Regions from separate parts of the Danio rerio genome. Here region 1 is linked to region 2. The links are chromatin contacts, called in public HiCAR-type maps. All regions are on one chromosome and are shown on one strand. The core of a region is the stretch at or near the end of the contact, and the rest is flanking DNA. Distances in the headings are between cores, read along the strand shown. Region 1 holds the start of map1lc3c (microtubule-associated protein 1 light chain 3 gamma). Region 2 holds the start of tbce (tubulin folding cofactor E).

Evidence for each region. HiCAR-type assays count read pairs that join an accessible place to other places.
Region 1: a HiCAR-type map of caudal fin shows a contact between it and region 2, with 5 times the contacts expected there. The contact joins the promoter of map1lc3c here to the promoter of tbce in region 2. A contact is called at or near these places in 5 of 18 Hi-C or Micro-C datasets (caudal fin, embryo, hematopoietic stem cells and 1 more) and 3 of 4 datasets of contacts at active chromatin or transcription factors (caudal fin, embryo and pancreas).

Annotation. Positions count from the first base shown.
Region 1 is chr11:47,038,849-47,044,572 of GRCz12tu, forward strand. It overlaps map1lc3c (microtubule-associated protein 1 light chain 3 gamma), which reads right to left and starts at 1,279. Exons shown (of 4, transcript NM_200298.2): 1 at 1,205-1,279; 2 at 1,050-1,105; 3 at 863-969. The coding sequence starts at 1,262. It overlaps strn (striatin, calmodulin binding protein), which reads left to right and starts at 5,162. Exons shown (of 18, transcript NM_001080642.1): 1 at 5,162-5,505. The coding sequence starts at 5,293.
Region 2 is chr11:46,849,369-46,854,816 of GRCz12tu, forward strand. It overlaps tbce (tubulin folding cofactor E), which reads right to left and starts at 3,727. Exons shown (of 17, transcript NM_001039989.2): 1 at 3,697-3,727; 2 at 2,774-2,882; 3 at 965-1,049; 4 at 592-768. The coding sequence starts at 2,864. rbm34 (RNA binding motif protein 34) reads left to right here. Exons shown (of 12, transcript NM_001002382.1): 2 at 4,043-4,113. The coding sequence starts at 4,091.

The DNA of each region.
Region 1 (5,724 bases), core at 29-2,528, 190 kb after region 2:
CCAAACAATCCGTTTTATAAAAACAGACATTTCTGAAAGAGGGTGTACTCTACTCGTATATGCTGACCACTGCATGTCTCTGTCTCTTTAAACACAATTACAGGAATGCACTGCAGGAATTCTCTTATACTTGCTGAGAATTTTTCACAAACAGATTTCTTAAAAAAAAAAAAATTTAAAAAAAAAACACTTAAGACTTCTTATATGAAAATAGTGAATTTTATTAATTTACCTAGATTAATAAATTTGCTTTTGCTTCAAATGCATGATCTTTCACACTATAAAAAAGTGATTAGTTAAGTTTAAAAACAATACATATAGATGTTAACTCATTGCCTTATTATTATTATTATAATAAAGTAAACAAACTATGTGCATAATGAGAAGTCAAGGTTTGACTTGTGAAATAGAACAATTAATTCACTATTCAGGAATGTGCTTTTAAAAATTAGATAGATAGATAGATAGATAGATAGATAGATAGATAGATAGATAGATAGATAGATAGAATTTCACACTGTAAAAAGTAATTAGTCAATTTAAAAATGATGAGGCAACGAGTTTACACTTTTTAAAGTAGACGAACTGAGTATAGACAAAAGTCAATGGGTTTTCCAGCTTTAAGTAAAATCACTTTGTTGCTTTTAAGGCAATGGGTTTACTCACTTTTTAAAGGTAACAATGGCATTACAGTGCAGGCAAACGGATTTTTTTATTGAATAAGCAGGAAAGAGAGAAAATAAAATAAAAAGCAATATTTAAATTGTGTAAAATGGTTGCAGGCTATTCGTTTAATGCATTCTTTATATTGTTACACACATTTCTAGAATAAAACAGGCGTATATTATAGAGTTTTGCTCACCTGATGATGGTGACGAACTGGGTCATGGTGAGCTCCTGAGGCACGAGGAACTTGGTTTTATCCAGAGGCGGCAAAAACTTCTCTCTCTGATATCGCTCGATTATTACCTCAAATAAAGAGCATATTTCACTTAAACACACACACACTGATCGACGAACACACATAATCACTAACACACACTACTTACCGGGATTTTAGTCGGAAACTTAGTCCGTATTCCCGCCACCTCTTGTTTCCTCGTTGCTGATCGATCACCAATAACACCAAAAAACAAACAACTGTTGAGTTTGACAGCACAAACACACACACAAAAGGTCGAATATGTGATATAAAGACGCACACCTAAGCTCTTCCTCTGTTTGAAGGGTTTGGGATGTGGAGTTTTCTCAAACGGAGGCATGTTGAGCTGCACCTCTGACCTGCGCACTAATTGCTCTCCGAGCGCACTAACACTAATTAAATACTGCGCCGGCGGTGACGTCACTGCGCATGCGCTCCGCGGAGATCGCGCGATATTCATTTGTTTTATTTTATTATTATTTGTATTTAATTTATTTTTATTTTTAACAGTTTTAGTCCTCTGTGTTCACTAAATGTTTGTGATAAGTATACTGTAAAAAGATACTGGTTTTATTAAACCCACACTGTAAAAAATGTCTGTTGGTAAATTTGCAGTTTATTTACTTATTTACTCATGTTTTATGTTTTATTTTTAGTTTATTTAATGCTTTTAAATTGCATTATGTGATCTTAATCTTTTTCCAATAACTTTATACATTGAAAAGTTGGAAAAAGTGACTTTTATAAACATGTTTATTAGTTTAAAATGAGATATTATCTGGGTCGGTGTTGTATATTAAGCCACAGATACCATGTATTAAACTGCAGCACATGTTATTTATAATGTTTATAATGTTATTTTACAGACTTATTTCACCGTATATTATTTCTTAAACATTATAACCATACAATCCAGCATATTTTAGAGTGTATAAGTATAATAAGAAGAACTATTGCATTATTAAAATGCTGACATGCATGTTACAGAGTTTATTCTTTGTTAGTCTTAAAGTTTAAGTTAATAAGCAGAGGAATTAAGTGAATTAAAATATTTAAATGAAGTTAAAATAAATAATAATAATAACACTAAACATTTTATTCATGTTAACATTTCAACAAAGGAGGTTGTGTTAAAGTTACTTATGCAGCATAATAAAGTTTTTAATGTGTAAGTTATTTTTAGACAGACAGACAGACAGACAGAGATAGATAGATAGATAGATAGATAGATAGATAGATAGATAGATAGATAGATAGATAGATAGATAGATAGATAGATAGATAGATAGTCTTATTCCTCCCAGAATTATTTTGTAAATATTGAATTAAAACATTTAAATGAAGTTAAAATGAATAATAATAACAGTAAACATTTCATTAACATGTTAACAAAGGAGCCCTAATCCTCCCAGAGTTATTTTGTAAATGTTAAAGCATTTAGAGTGTTTCAGTATAATAATAAGAGTATAATAAGTGTGCCGAGTATAATAATCAGTATGCCGATACACATTCCTAAAATGTTGCAGGTAAATAAGGCTGTGAATGGATCTTTGTGTTGTTCACGAGTCTCAGAAATGGATGCGTGCGTATTTAAAACAGAGGATGGTATTGTATTGTTGTATAACAGTTCGAGCATGACATGAGTACTTAAATGAATCCTCTGTGAAAATATTACAAGCATCTGCTTGAGTCTGCTCTGTTATGTAATGTTAAAACATGCATTTTATGTCAAGTTGATGCTTTTCACATTACTTATAGTAGTTTGTTAAAAACACAAGTGTGTGTTTAAAGTTTGTGTGTTGTGTTTTTAGTTAACTAATGTGAGTTTTTGTGAGACTGCGAGTGTGTACAGCTATTTCAACACTGAACAATGACTCTGTGTAAGAACGTTTTGCAGAATAATGAGTAAAACGTATTTGGACTACAAGTCCCAGCATGCCCAGCGCGTTCGTCTCTGATTGGCTTTTCACCGAACGAGTTGTTTGTTCTGTCTAATCAGAGCGCTTCGTGCTGGCTGCGATCTGTTGACCTGCTTGTGGGCGTGAAATGAGCGGAAACCAGCGTAGTGCGAATCATGTCAGTGAATCGGTTCAACTGAACGTTTTGTTTAAACACATTCGACTCTTTAAAGTTATGAGCGCGTTTGATTTGCACGATATGTTTGATAAAGCTTTGTTTATTTTTGTGTTGAGTTATTTTATACACGATTGTTTTTTTTTTGTTTTTTTGTAATAGATGTGTTTTTGTGAACAACATCACATTAGTTTGTATGTTATCTTGATGTTAAACTTTTATACAAATATATCTACAAATGTTTAAAATTAAAAAAATAACTTGATTCAGTACTAAATTAACATTGCTAAGTGAAAATATAAATATATATATATACGTTTTGTTGATTTTTAGGAATCAGCAAAGGAGAATTCTCAATAATAATGATTAGATTAACCTTTTTTGTCAACATTACTATTATCAACACTCATTTTCTGCTCTGTTTTATCCCTAACTATCTTTTATATATATATATATATATATATATATATATATATATATATATATATATATATATATATATATATATATATATATACATATATATATATATATATATATATATATATATATATATATACATATATACATATATATATATATATATATATATATATATATATATATATATATATATATATGTATATATATATATATATATATATATATATATATATATATATATATATATATAATAAAACTATACCAACAACACTGATTACTGCATACATATTTATAAAAATGGCATAATCTGACCTTTTTACTATAAACCCAAAATATTTATACAGGTTTTTGATGCTTTATTACTTTTATTATTCTCATTATTAGATAAAAGTGTCGTCCAAATGATTACATTTAAATGTAAAAGTCTAATTAAAATAAAGTCTAATTAAAATAAATACTCAAGTCTAATTAAAATAAAAACAAAGGTTAATAAATGATTGTAGGTAATATTTTATTGAAGTGTGGGGTGATGCAGTGGGTTACGATGTCGTCTCTTTTCCCCCACAGTCCAAACACTTGTGGTACAGGTGAATAGTGAATATGCTAAACTTGACTGTAGTGAATGAGTTTGGATGTTTCCCAGTGATGGGTTGCAGCTAGAAGGGCATAAAACATGTACTGATTAAGTTAGCGGTTCATTCCTCTGTGGTGACCCCTGATTAATAAAGGGACTAAGCCGAAAAGAGAATGAATGAATGAGTGAATTTTATTAATGTATATCACAAAATATATGCATACATATATTAAAAATCTAAAAACTATATTCTGTTCGATTGCTTTATTATTCGCATTATTTGATAAGTGTCGTCTAAATGATTAAATCCAACGTAATTCAAATTTATAATGAATATAAAACTAAAATATATAAATACAATTAATATTTTATTGATGAACAACACAAAAATACCCTGTCAATATATTAAAAATTAAAGTAAAAACCCTATTCAGCTTAATTAGGTTCTCTTTTATGCTGTAAAGCAGGGGTGGGCAAGCTATGGCTCGGGACCCACATGTGGCTCTTTGACCAAAAATATGCGGCTCCCTTCAACAAAAAATTAAAACTGTCACTAAAAATCAGTTTCCAATTGAAAATGCAATTAAAATTTCCTTTTTATTTTATATATTTACAGCTAAATGAAGAAGAATAAAAATAAAATGATATTTTATATATAATATATATTTGCGTGTGTGTGTGTGTGTGTTATGCATCAATAAAATTTAAGTTGCATCTACAAATTTTACTTCATGTATTTAATTCATTTAGAATTTTACATTTACATAAGATATAATACTTTAGATTGTCATCATTTACAATGATGACAATCTAATTGTCATCATTTACTTTAGATTAAATCACTTGGACATACATACATACATACATACATACATACATATATATATATATATATATATATATATATATATATATATATATATATATATATATATATATATATATATATATATATATATATGTATGTATGTATGTATGTATGTATGTATGTATGTCCAAGTGATTTAATCTAAAGTAAATGATGACAATTCATATTTTGCTAATGACAAACATGCTCCTTTAAACTACAACTTTTAAAAGTAACTCAATCGGCTCACTAATCGGCTCGACGGAATCAGTTCACTGAGTCGGCTCACATGGACGATTCACTGCTGATTCGAGCAGCGCTAGCGGAAACGTCATGAAGTGACAGCAGTGAGCGGAGCCGCAGCCGCCCGTTTCCCTTCGAGCAGCGACGCGGATCCAGAGCATCGAACCCAGAGTCCGTGCCGTCCAGCAGACACCGAATCCCGGCCTAGCCATGGACGAGCAGGCGGGCCCCGGTGTGTTCTTTAACAACAACAACAATTCGGTTCTCCCCGGCGGAGCGAAAGCGCCTCAGCCGGGCGACGGCGGTGGAGAGGCGGCCCGCGCGCACTACAGTATCCCGGGGATCCTGCACTTTCTGCAGCACGAGTGGGCCCGGTTCGAGCTGGAGCGCGCGCAGTGGGAGGTGGAACGCGCAGAGCTGCAGGTAACGAGCCGTTAAAACCGTTATTTGACCGGGGGTCTGTGGGCGCGCTCCGCCGAAACTCACAGTCAGACATTTGCGGGTTGTTGTTTTCTCTCTCTCTCTCTCTCTCTCTCTCTCTCTCTCTCTCTCTCTCTCTCTCTCTCTGTCATGCTGACGTTACAGCAGAAAACTTGAGTTTGTCTCCTGCATACTGTAACTGTAATTCAATACACTTCATCA
Region 2 (5,448 bases), core at 2,477-4,976:
AATATTATTTACTGTCATCATGACAAAGAAATCAGTTATTAGAAATTAGTTATTAAAGCTATTATGTTTAGAAATGTTTCATCTTCTCTCTTAAGGCAAGGCAAGGCAAGGCAAGTTTATTTATATAGCACATTTCATACACAATGGCAATTCAAAGTGCTTTACATAAACAAGAATAAAAGAAACAAGTAAAATAAAAATAGAAACAAATAATAAAAATGCGTAAAAACAAAACATAAAAACAGGTAAAATGTGATATAAAAGTATGAAGAAGAAGAGAAAAACATGATAGTGCAATCTGTCGGACGCAGCACAGTGCTCATTCAGTAAAGGCTCAGCTAAACAGATGTATAGATGTATATAACAGAAATTGTGGAAAAAATATAAAAACAATTCGACTTTAACTGTATATCGTCATATTGCACAGCCATAGTTTAGAAAATAGTTTGACATTTGAAGCGAATCAAATAAAAAGGTTTTCCAAAGACATGAACAGGTGTTATTAAATAGTTTTAGGACAACTTTGATGCATTTCAAATGTTGACTACTGTAGATGTAAAAGCAGTGCTGTAATGATGAGTGAAAGTTCACCTCTGCTTCTTCTTGACATTCTCAAAGCCGACCATGACGACAGTTTTGCTGGAGATCTTCATCTCTTCTGCCGTCACCTCCTCTATCTCCACCTCATAGCGCTGCTTCAGAGCCGTCACATAATCCACTCCAAAACTGGCCTTTTGGGGCCTCACAAAAGAGCCGCCCGTCGGGTGCCTGACCACAATAACAAAAGTATTTTGTTATTTTGTTAACAAAACATATTTTGCTTTTCCATCACTGATGTTTGTAAAAAAAAAAAAAAACTATATGCAGAATTATTTTACACCGTCAAATATATCTGTTAATTATCAGTTTCTGTATTTAGCAGATATGTTATATATGTTATAGAAATAATAAGACTTTTGAGCACCTGCAGGTGAAATATCGCACTCCGTCATGACTGCCATCATGCTTTCCTCTCTCTGGATGATCCCACTCCACTCCCAACCACACACCTAAAGACAGACATCAAGCTGAAGTGTAGAATCAAACAAAACGTGCTTCAGGGGTAATAAATGAAGATACACAAAAAATTGTAAGTCCAAAATTGCTCAAATTAAGTGTGTTCCAGAATGCAAGGTTAAGAAACGCTCCACTTTGGGGACATTTTGCAGCTCTCCTAGAATAAAACAAATGGACTTTACCATTTTTGAATGCATCTTCAAGTCTAGCTGGAGCACTTTTAGCTTAGCTTTTCATGAATCAAATTAAACATTAGCTTAGCATAGACAATTAAATCGGATTAGACCATTATCAACTAAAAAAATAATAAAGCCTGTATTACAAGAGAAAGGATGAAAGAAAGAAAATAGAAATCCATACTTTCTCTTTTCTGTGCAATAATTTGGAAGTTGCCATGAAATGTTACACTAACAATGGCAAGAAAAGTAACATTGGCCCTTTTTGAAGCTTCCATTTATATATAAATAAATTTAATACAATCACAAGATGACTGAAAATGCACATTATTTAGATAGTCAAGGATTGTGCTTAGGCCTTTACACTGTAAACTGATCTGTATATGTACTTTGTTAATATGACCTGTAACTGTTCATTTCAGTTCCGATGTTATTGTATTTTTATTCATTTATTATTTTCTTCCTTAGAAAATAAATAAAAATAAAGTATTATAATTAGATTTTTGAAGCTATCAAAATTTATTATTTTTTTAGCAGCCCTAACAAAAAAAATTCCAGAGCCGCTACTGGTTCCTATATACAGAGTGCAATGATATATATGAAAATATGTGGTAAATTAGAGGTGGTTGAAGTGGGAAATGGCCTGGGAATTACACTGTTCTGGTGTCTGGCTGTTTTGGTGCATAATGCTCTGTAGCTCTGGGTCAAATGCAACAGTGCAAAGAGAAATTAATGAACCAAGGAATGAACCACCAACTTATCCAGCATATATTTTACACAGCGGATGCCCTTCCAGCTGCAACCCAATACTGGGAAACATCCACACACACATTTATTCACACACATACACTATGGACACCAGAGCTATACACACACACACACACATATATATATATATATATATATATATATATATATATATATATATATATATATATATATATATATATAGCCCCCCTGACTTATTAGCGCCCCTGTTTATTTTTTTCCCAAATTTCTGTTTAATGGAGGGAATATTGTTTCAGCACATTTCTAAGCATAATAGTTTTAGAAACCTATTTCTAATAACTGATTTATTTCATTTTTGTCATGATGACAGTAAATAATATTTTACTTGATATTTTTCAAGGCACTTCTATACAGCTTAAAGGGACATTTAAAGGCTTCACTAGGTTAATAAGGTGAACTAGGCAGCTTAGGGTAATTAGGCAAGTTATTGTATAACGATGTTTTATTCAGAAGATTATCGGAAAAAAAATTAGCTTAAAGGGGTTAATAATTTTCTCCCAAAATTGTTTTTTTAAAAATTTAAAACTGCTTTTATTCTAGCCAAAATAAAACAAATAAGATTTTCTCCAGAAGAAAAAATATTATCAGACATACTGTGAACATTTCCTTACTCTGTTAAACATAATTTGGGAAAAATTAAAAAAGGGGGCGAATAATTCTGACTTCAACTGTATATATATATATATATATATATATATATATATATATATATATATATATATATATATATACAATTAGGAATGAACACAGACCTGCAGTGGGAGGAACTGGACCGACATAACGGACGGTTCCTCTTTCTCCATCACAACACACACGTCTGCCCACAGCCTCGTCCAACATCATCAACACACTGCTAAAACACTGACACAATAACAAGATATTAATTAACATGCTTATCAAAGAGTACTGCTATCATGAAAGCAATGAGTAATGAATAATACCACGCTAGCACACCCTAAAAGTTCAAGTATAGTACAAGTATTCACATTAAATAATTATGAGACATTTTTATCATCTTGGAAACAGGTTCTATATGACATTTGTCAAAATGGTCAGACTTTACAGTAAGGTTTCATTAGTTAATGTGTTTACTAACGTGAACAATAATTTATCACATTTCAACATTTACTAAATGTCAATTATTAGTCAAATCCATTGTTGTGCTTCTTAACATTGGTTAACGCACTGAGTTAAGAATGATCGACTTTATTTTCAGTAGCTAACATTAACAAAGATGAATGTACTAAATGTATATTATGTATGACTGTAATAAATGTATATTTCATTATTTGTTCGTGTTAGTAAGTAAATCTTAATATAAAATGTTATCTTTAATATAAATCCCACATTGTTTTCGATAATTTATATACATTATGTGACGTGTTTAACCTAAATACCTCAAATCTACTTTGAAAATGAACATTGAACCACATCATTCCTAAAACATAGCTTAAATACAGCTAAACTCCTAAAATATAGCTCTGTATTCCTCTATTTTCCCTACAGATTGTTAGATAAGTGACGTCCGCGATTACTTACTCGTGTCTGTATATATTAAATTAGCTTTATAAAACATCTCGTATGAGCTTAAACAAGCAGAGAATGTGAATTAGGAGCGGCGACTTACATGTTAAACAATAATAACGGAATGAAAACATCTCCGCATCATTCTCACCTGCAGAACCGGCAACCGGATGTAGCATCACAAGGTTTCGCGCCTAATGCTGCGCCGACGAGAAACATTACAGTTGCAAAAGCGCTGCTGTTACTGAGTTTGTGTCATGTAGATTTCCTTTTAAAAAACAAATGCTATTAGAGTGATGTGTAAACCTTATTATATTCATCAAGAGCCGCGTATTTTGGTGTGCCACTCGAGGAATATTTCTCACTAGGAACTGATTATGAGTGTTTGTGGTTTCCAAGAGACAGAAAAACTGCGCATGCGCGGGGCAGCGAAATAAACGTGTTTATGTGTGAAACTTCAGCACCTCGCTGTAACTTTAATTACGCTTAACTTACAGAAATATCGTCCAGATCATTCTACATAGACATGCGCTCTGAGTGACATCATGAAGAAGGAGATTAAAAAGAGGTTTGTTTTTATACGTTTTATTACCCGCTATAACTGATTAAACATCAAGATTGTTTTCTGAATTTATTGTTTTAAGTAATTTATAGTCAATATTATATAACAGATTAACCATACTACAGTAAGGTCTATTATACTGCATATATTAGTATCTACAACTGTTAATGACTGCACCAGCATTCTGTGAACTGATCAGCTGTAATAAGTGCTGTACTATACATTAGTTTTAGAGTAAACCGGGCTGTTTTGTAGTGTAATACACACACTTGTGGAAAACTTAGTACAGCATTGGGTCATTTGTTTATTTTATTTTAGATGTTGTACTACAGGATTACCGCAAACGATTAAATTAAGTGTTTAACTACTATAGTATGATTTAACTGAGGTAAAGTTGTTTTTTTATTCGCACATTCGTTCATTTTAACGGTCCCTATAGAGTTTACCACTCAACTTTGAATATTGGGTGTGAAATGGCATGTATGAATGACTTCAAAACAACATTAGCACTGTTTAATTGACTGAACAATGTTTTATTTTGATCGTCATCGGCAGCTAATATGATTTCCATAATCAGAATTTGCAAACAATACTTTTCATTCATTTTCTCGTCGACTTAGTCCCTTTATTAATCCGGGGTCGCCACAGCAGAATGAACCGCCAACTTATCCAGCAAGTTTTTACGCAGCGGATGCCCTTCCAGCCGAAACCCATCTCTGTTAAACAAACAATGCTTTTATAAAATGATATTATTGAGAAAGTCTGAATGTGCAAATATAAAACCAACTTTACCTCAGTTATGTTTCAGAAACGCTATGGTGTTTACTATACATTACATACATTTATATTAACTTGCTAAATTGTAACTGGATTTCACATGATTTTTATGGGTGAAAGATAAGCCTTACTACTTTGGAGTCTACATCAAATTAAATTTAGCTTGGTGATTTATTATAAACAGAAGGAATATTGGATTGTGGTATTTATTTACTATATTAATTTTTCAGCTGGTACTTTCAAGGGAAGAATCAAATATAATAAACACACACACATACACATGGGCTGCTATAAGATTCTGATGGTATGATAACCTCGGATAAAAATATCACGGTTTTGTGATGAAGACAATGTATTTAACTTTCAGTAACATTTAAAATATTTTGGAGCTGTAAACATGACAGGCTTAATGAATTATTGACTTCTGCTGTCTTCATTTGTTTCTTAAACACAGATTTTCTTGTACAATTTAAAAAAGCTTCTTTTGTGCTGGAGATACTGTTGTCCTAAAAAAAAAACAAATAAAAAAATCGTACACATACCTTAGGCACATTATTGCAGAAA